2 separate regions of the Rattus norvegicus genome follow, and region 1 is linked to region 2. The links are chromatin contacts, called in public Hi-C maps. All regions are on one chromosome and are shown on one strand. Each heading gives the region's core, a stretch centred on a gene start, on an enhancer-like site or on the middle of the called end of the contact. The rest is flanking DNA. Distances are from core to core; before and after follow the strand shown.

The links. A called contact is a pair of places that touch in the nucleus more often than the background predicts.
Region 1: a Hi-C map of frontal cortex shows a contact between it and region 2, with 2.1 times the contacts expected there. The contact joins two enhancer-like sites. A contact is called at or near these places in 5 of 12 Hi-C or Micro-C datasets (Schwann cells, frontal cortex, liver and 1 more).

Annotation. Positions count from the first base shown.
Region 1 is chr6:144,823,726-144,827,689 of GRCr8, reverse strand. No RefSeq gene overlaps it. Among named protein-coding and RNA genes, the nearest start is that of Cdca7l, 110 kb to the left of the region's middle. Within about 2 kb of position 1,284, at least 10 of the 93 cell types and tissues checked have an H3K27ac peak or open chromatin away from gene starts, as enhancers often do.
Region 2 is chr6:144,712,757-144,716,989 of GRCr8, reverse strand. Rapgef5 (Rap guanine nucleotide exchange factor 5) reads right to left here. Exons shown (of 26, transcript NM_001395143.1): 9 at 2,430-2,555. Among named protein-coding and RNA genes, the nearest start is that of Rapgef5, 130 kb to the right of the region's middle. Within about 2 kb of position 1,864, at least 49 of the 93 cell types and tissues checked have an H3K27ac peak or open chromatin away from gene starts, as enhancers often do.

The DNA.
Region 1 (3,964 bases), core at 35-2,534, 110 kb before region 2:
ACTATTTGTCCCTATAGACGCAGAGGAGTGTAGTTCTCACATTTCGTTAAGGAAACTTTGGGACAGATGGAGACCGTTACAGAAAACCACAACCAATCAAACTACAGAGTGTGGACCCAGTATCAGTGGAAACATCTATAAAGCAACTCTCACACCCAAGGCTCAGGAATCATTGCAGAAGAGGGAACACGAAGATTATAAGAGACAGTGGATCAGGGAGTTTGCTGTGAGATTGTGTCCAAGGGAAAGCATTCACACTCACCCAGGAATAGTGACAAGAACAGTCCTGAACTCTGCCTAGTGGTGTACATTCAATGGTGATGTGATGTGCCCTGAGAGCCATGCCCCGAATGTGTCCTGCTGTGTGCTCAGTGTGTGAACTTGTTATAGCCTGTGTCTTTTTCTATCTGTACTTCCTTGTCTCTGTTCTCCCTGGTACTCTGATAAGCAGAACCTTCTATTCCCTGTAAACAGGGTTTAATGACTGCATAGCACCTTTATAAGCAACTAAGCACTGGGAACACTCATATTCTTTGGCTCCAGTCTCCTTGAGGAAAATTTTTATTTCAGACTTAGTCTTGTTTCATGGACTGCTCCACTCTCTGCTATATCATGCCCTGTGTTGAGGCAGCAGGCCCTGGTGTGTTGGCATGCTGGCTCCTGGGGCTCTTTTGTGTATTTATTGCAGACTACACCCCTCGAAAGAGCGCTGAATCAGCACAGGGTGCAGAGCAGGAAGGGGTGAGGCTTTCCTTTCCAGCCTCCTCCCTTTTCCCTTCCTGCTCCTTCTGAGGCCAGGCACAGGCCAACTGAACACAAAGGAATACAATCAGTTATTTCTTACAGCAGTCAAGCCACAAAACAAATCCCCCCAAAAAACCAACCTAGAAAGGCATGTCTAGGTCTGCACCAGCTTAAAGTCACAAGCAACAAGGGCTCTTAATGACTCCCAGTGCATACCTCCTCTGTGGCCTGCACTGTGTTCAAAACTGGTTAATCTTAGGACTCATGATCCTTAACTAACAGAGAGAGAGAGAGAGAGAGAGAGAGAGAGAGAGAGAGGAAGAAGAGAGAGAGGAAGAGAGAGGAAAGAGAGAGAGGAAGAGGGGGGGAGAGAGAGAGAGAGAGAGAGAGAGAGAGAGGAGGCACACATACATATACCACAATTTAATACCTTTGACTAGCAGGTATATTTAAATATATTGACTTGTTCAACAAATATTTGGTGCCTGCTAGTTTCCATAGGCATGCTGGCTAGTTTTATGTCTGTTTGGTGTAAGCTAGAGTCACTTTGGAATAGAGAACCTCAGTTGAGAAAATGCTTCCACCAAATTGACCTGTGGGCAAGCCCAGGTTGCTTCTTCAAGGATGTGTGTGTGTGTGTGCGCGCGTGTGTGTATGGGCCGGCACAGGTCACTGTGGATGGTACCACCCACAGGCTGGTAGTCCTAAGTACTGTAAGAGAGCAGGAGTAAACAAGGAGAAACAAGCCAGTAAGAAGCAAAGTCTCCATAGACTTTGTCTCAGTTCCTATCTCCAGATTCATGCCTTGAGATATTGCCTTGATTTCCAGGGAAATGGACTTATGCTAATGGACTTAAACCCTTTCCTCCTCAAGCTGCTTTTGGTCATGGTGTTTTGCCTGAGCAACAGAAACCCTAAGACAATAGGCATTGAAAATAGTAAGAATCACATTCCCTCTATGTATAGATGTTTTATAGGGCACCAAGATTTTGGTCTACTGGAGTATCTGTCTGTCCGACTTGGGAGGTGGTGCTCAGAGGACAGAAAGAATCTGCAGCTGAGGCTGTTTTGCTGTCTACAATGTGTCATTGAAGAAGGGGGTCTGGAGAGAAGGGTGATGAGATTTCTGTTTTGGAAGGGGCTGTTTTGGATGTATGAGGGTACTTTGGACTTTATTGTAGGGAATGAAGTTGAGAAGAAGATCCAGGGTGTGAGTTACTGAGATGACTTTTAAGTGAGGATTGAACTCAGGAAGGCCAAGTTGAGCAAACCCAGTGATTTAGCTGTAGCATAGACTTCAAGGCAGTGAGCACAGTATTAGATCCCATTCTCTAAGGCCTTTGGGAACCTGTGTAAGCAGCCTATCTACTACCTTTCAAAAGTTACTTGGAACAAGTGAGGCACCTTGTTACCAATGGCATCTTGAATTTCTCCTACCCAAACAGCAAACAAGGGATGTCAGAGTTCAAGATCATTTCTGCAAACTGGGCTTGAAAGGATGGTGCCGCACCTCACCACCCCAGGTTTAAGAGCTCTGAGACTGACGGGAGTCACTGTTGCTGTAGAGCTTGGCAACAATGTTGCCATGGCACCAGTCTTTCCTGCAGGTGACTGTGTTTGAGACTTCAGTTGTGCTGTCTCTGTGTGTCCTGTGACTGTGGTTCATCAGGACTCTGAAGAAGGTGATGACTACTCCAGGGATTTTCTCCAAAGGTTCTGGATAGAAATTATACTCCAACCATGCTGACACCTTAGGAACTCTGCGGGTGCACAGGAGTAGAAGGACCTGGCAGCTCAGAACTTCTCATGGGCATGACGGCAGGCAGGGTGGCCTCGGAAGCTGGGGCTGCCTTTCAGAATCCTTCTGGAGAAAAGCCAGCAAGGAGTGCCTGGCATTCCTATTACCTACTTCATGCTGGAGACTCCCAAGATGCTGGAAAACCCCACGGCAGCACCTGGCTCTCTTCCCAGGCCCATCAACATCTGACATTTGGTGAGGCAGTAGCAGGAGATAAATGGTGACAAGGTGTGGTTAGGCATTGGGAAGTTCCTCTCCCTGGGGAGTTGGGGGGAAGTGGGGGCACTTTTTTTCTTTTTTTCGGAGCTGGGGACCGAACCCAGGGCCTTGTGCTTGCTAGGCAAGCGCTCTACCACTGAGCTAAATCCCCAACCCCCAGTGGGGGCATTTTAACTCCGTTGTGCAAGTGCCATGAGAGAAACTAGAAAGCTAATCTAGATGGGTAAGACCAATGAGCTCAGGAAGCTGCCTCAGAGCTTGCTCTGGGACTGCTGTGGAGAGGGGTGGGAAATTGGGAACCATAGTAGCCTCTGTTCCTCCTAAGCCAATAGAGAGGCTAAACCAAGTAGTAGGGCTCTAAGCAAGTTCCCCAGAGGCCACATATTACAGTCCTTGACTTGACTCTGCACCCGACTCTGTCACCTGACTCTGTCATATCATGTGTGCCTTTCTTGTGCACTGGAAAGACAGCTGCTTGTTCTGTTTAGGTAAGAGAAATTCCAGCGGATTCCAATAACGGGGACACCCTACTTCAGGAAGCTTAACAAATCTGAAACTTTATAATAGATCTCAATTGTTTCAAGGGACTTTTGAAGGGAAGTAGAGACTGCTTATTGGGGATCCTAAAGACCTCAAAAAAAAAATGAGACCCAATATTGAGACTGACGCCCTGTAATCCATCCTGCAGTAGGTCACTGGCGCCAAGACCACAAATTCATTTTGTTGTATTGAAAGAGCACGGGGTTCTGACTCATAGGAACCAAGTTCCTCTCTCGAAATGAAAGCAGAGGAAATCGGGTAGGAACCTTTCCACCTGGTGCCACCTTCTCTTCTATTCCCTACCAATTCTGGAGCTCAGGATCACCCATTCCTATTTCCCACACAGCTTCTGGTTCTGGAAGAATCCTGTGCGAAAATCCCCCAAGGACTGGGTGACAATGGGACCATGGCTAAGACAGGAAGGAAGTAGTGTAGAGAGCACCCTCTTTGCTCCCAGCTGCTGTCGTTAGAACGTTGCCCCTTTTACGCTTCTCCCATTCCCCCCCCTTGATGTACAGAAGGACAGAAGGACTAATTCCCAGAGATGGGCTTTTCATCCTTTTACCCTTCTCCCATAGGATGGCAAGGGCGTCATTACAACATGTGATTTCCAACCATTGGTCTGCAGGCTGCAGGGGCAGCCTGTTGCAAAGTCGCAGTGTC
Region 2 (4,233 bases), core at 615-3,114:
GCAGGGGCTGTGCTTCGCTAACTATGCCTGACTCAGCAGTTATCCTTCAATGTTACTTCTGGGCACACACTTATGAGAGGGATGTTCTGGAACGGGAGAACAGGGCAGATATTCTAACTTCAATGCTGTCGTTCTTTATTGAGCTAGCTTCAGCCAGGAAAGGTGCATGAGATTTAAAAGTGACAGAAGGAAGGAAACCCGTGCACAGCTGCAGGGCCGGGCCAGTACTGTGGGATAAGGAGAGCAGGCAGCTGACTTGGGCTGACACCGCTGGACTGCAGTTTCCTCTGCTGCTGTGTACTTCAACTGAGCTTCCCTGAGCAGGAGCAGAGGCCTGGGATTGCAAACTAAAGCCCATGAACACTCAACTTAGCAAAAGTATGGTTACAAGAGATTCTCAAGCTATGAAAGGTTAAAGTAAGGGCAGAAGGCTTGGATTTTTAGATAGTGACTGTAAAGACACATAGGCAGCCATTCCTTTATGAAGAGGTGCATCAGCTTCAGCTCTGTTGCTGACTGGCTCAAGTGGGGTCATCCTGCAGATGGAGATTTTTAAGTTGGATGGGAAAGGCTGTGTGGGGAGAGCCGTAATTCCAATGTTTGTTTACACACTTTCCCTCTTAGATGCAAACATTTCAGAGATGTAAATGCATCAGTCATGGGACACTCATGAGAGAACTAAGAACCACTACTGTTCTGTTTTAGGGACTTCAAAAGGTTTAAAGGCAACAACAACAACAACAACAACAATAGCAAAATAATCATAAGCCAAACTGCAAATCTTCACACTTGAAATTTCTTGCTCCTTTCAAAACCTTACCAGTGATTAGTACTAGCTTCAGATGTCTACATTTTGCAGGGAACCTCAATCTCACTAGCTGTAACTATAATATTCTGTATTATAATAATGACAAAATGAAGGTAATACAGGTGTCCTGTGAACAGCACAGAGTTCTTCATGGCCTGAAGCCTACGGTTAGTTCCTGTAGAGTAAGACTATACCATTTTGCTTTGAGCAAGTCTGCCCTATTTCCAGTTGTCACTGGTTCCGTGCATCTCATTGGCAATCACCCATAAGAATCAGCATTCATTTAAAGGACCACTAGGAAGAACACCCATCATTGCACTGTGACACGTTTTCACACCATCAATAGTTAATACTCATGATGCATCTAGAAGTAAAAAGGCAATGAAAGCCGCTGACCTCCTAATTAAAATGAGCCCAAAGGAGGAGGAGCTTGAGAAGTTGAAGCTGCACATTGAGATAGATAATACCCCAAGAATATGACTAGGTAAGGATTAGGCTGTGACACAGGCAAACTTAAAAGCGAAGGATGCTTTTAACACCTTAAACAAGTTCTTGAACTTCTCAGCAGTACCCAGCAAATGGCAGACGGTGAGTCTTCCAACTACACAGCTAGCCCTGCAACAGTTCAATCTCAAGGCTCTGAAGTTATCTTATCATTCCTTCTACTCGAGGTACCAACTTCTACTGTGCTAAGCTGCCAAGCTATTAAAAATATCCCATGTTTATAAGCTGAACAGCCAGCCAGAGAGGTCCCAAGCCACCACTTCCACAGGAAAACCCTGTCACTTGTATCGATGGACTTGGGGCTCAAAGAGCACATAGCAGTTTCTTCTCCCCTGGCAAAGTCTGAAAATGTGAAAGGAAAGTTATAGCCAGAGAAAGACAGAGAACTGTTCTCCTCTGTGAACCACCGGGGACAGCAAGAGTGAAGTCTTAACAAATAACAATCAGCAGATCACAATATGTGGCAAAAGAAAGTGGCCACATTGTCTTCCCAGTCTGAGGGTAGCATTCTCAGCTCTCAGGCTCCAGCTGAATAACGGCTTTCAGGGGACCAAGCAGCTCGTCCTCCCCGCCTCTCCCCCCACCCGGCTCTCACTGTATCCACACAATATCACTCTTGTTGGAACATAGCGTTCAGAAGCTACTGGTGAGTCTCCATCGGACCCGCCCTCGTTGAGGGCGGCTGTAATCTGTTTTTCTGTCCTTATCTATTTCTAGTGACCCAGGGTACATTCCCTGGAGATGAGATCCAAGACCAAGATGAATATGAAAGTACATTGGGACATTTGTCTAAAAAAAAAATCTATATTCTCTGGTCTATATAATGGCCAAGATTTCCAGTGTAAGACCAGGAGGTTTTCAACTCACAGTCATGACAGATATGCATTCGTAGCTTGGTTTTTACATGACTTACTTCTGAGAGGAGTTCTCTTATAAACTGAGTTCCAAAGTCACTAGATTGAGAGTTGAGGGCATCTGCTATCTTAGTTAGAAGGATGTTGTGCAGAGGTAAAAATCCCATACAATTGCAATAAAATATTTGTACCTTCACACATACAGCCAAGCAGAACCACTTTCCAGCCATTCAAACCCACACCCCCAGGAGGAAAGGACTTACCTGTTCCGACTTCTCCGGTTCTTTTTTGTCTGTCTGTAAAAACTGACAGTTCTCTCTTGCCAGCTTGTGGACCAGCTCAATACGTCCGATATCATCTCTCTCTTGAAGCTTACACATCACCCCAGCCTTCAGAGTCGGAGAAAAAGCGAAGATATACTTAAATCCGCAGTCCCAGGACATGACACCACCACAAAGTTCACCCTATAATAAGCGCATTTTTTTAACTGTGACCTGAATTAAATCGTGGCCATCGTGAAAGATTTTTGCCTTTCCAGAGTTAAATCTGTGTTATTTTAAAGTAGAGAGATACAGTGCCAGAGACTCCGAATTGAGAGAGCATGTATCTGTCTACTTTAAGAGCTGGAAGGGCAAACTAAATCATTTGCTACTACGTGTGCGCCTGATATGCTGGCATTTGTTTGTTCCTGACAGCCTGTTTCCTGTTACATAAGCAAAGCCTAGCAAAAGGTTAAAAATTCATGGGAAAGTTAGCCAGGAACCAGTCTGGCAAAAGGGGTGAAGTGATACAGAGTCCTAAAAATAACAGTCTACAACTTCCCAATTCTTTAGCCCGAGTGGATCATTCCATGGACAAGCACAGTTAGCAAGAAGGTTATGGGATAAACTTTTTTTTCCTTCACAACTGGAAAAGTACTATTGAGGGTGTAAGTAAAAGCATTCGTGAGCAGTTAGAAGCAACTCACTAAGCATCATGCATTTCTTCATATATTTATGTCATAAGCAGGGAAAATAGGAAGGAGGTGATTCTAGTTTAGAACAGGAAAAAAAAAAGGAGGTCATTCTAACACAGAGATTATAAAACATTTCTACTCAAATTCTTTCCCAAATGGTTCACACAGCCATACCAAGGCATGATCTAACAAAGAAACCTGAAGTTAACTTGGCAGGATTAGTCAAAACCACTGAGTCCTTATTTACCCAACATAACCTACAGGATTTGAATATACTCAGTGACGTGACAAAATATGGGGATGGGAACTGTATGAGCCTCCAAGTTTCTTAGCAGTTTGGTCTTAGCAGTTTGTGTGAAAGTCACCCACATTGTCGACTGGGTGTCACTGAAATATAGCCAGACATGCAAAGCAACAGCTCAACTTTATTCCCAAAGGATCAGGAGAGAAGAGTTCTCCAAGTAGCCATCACAGACCCCTAGAGGGCAGCAAGCAGACTTCTCCCACTAAAAGTGTGAGTGAGGCTTTTAACATTCATCACAAGTGGTGTTTTTAGTTTCTTTCCCAAGTTTCCCTGCACAAGGACCTCATCTTATCTTAAGACATCCTGTACATTGGTGGACAGCCAGAACTGCTGGAAAGTCCCGTAGAAGCTAGATAACTCTTGAAGTTATTTAATGTCAATCCATGAGCATAGTTTTCCCTTTTAAAGCAACTGGAACAAGGGCTATCCCTTACCCAACGACACAATCTTTCTAGTATCAAACACACATATTTGTTTCAATATCACTTAATATTTTTGAGATATATATCTCTGGTTGTCTATTTTATACATCATTCGATAGACTTTGAAAACCACCCACAATAAATCCTAGAGCTATAGGATTAAATACCTCAACATCCCTTACATCCCTCAGGTTTGCATTCAACAATTCAACAGAAGAAGATTATAACATACGCATGCACACGCATACAAGCACTCATACATATATACGTGCACACATACACACACCACACACAGAGAGAGAGAGAGAGAGAGAGAGAGAGAGAGAGAGAAGCAGAGACAGAAAGACACACAGAGAGAAGCAGGCAGGGAGAGAGAGAGACAGAGA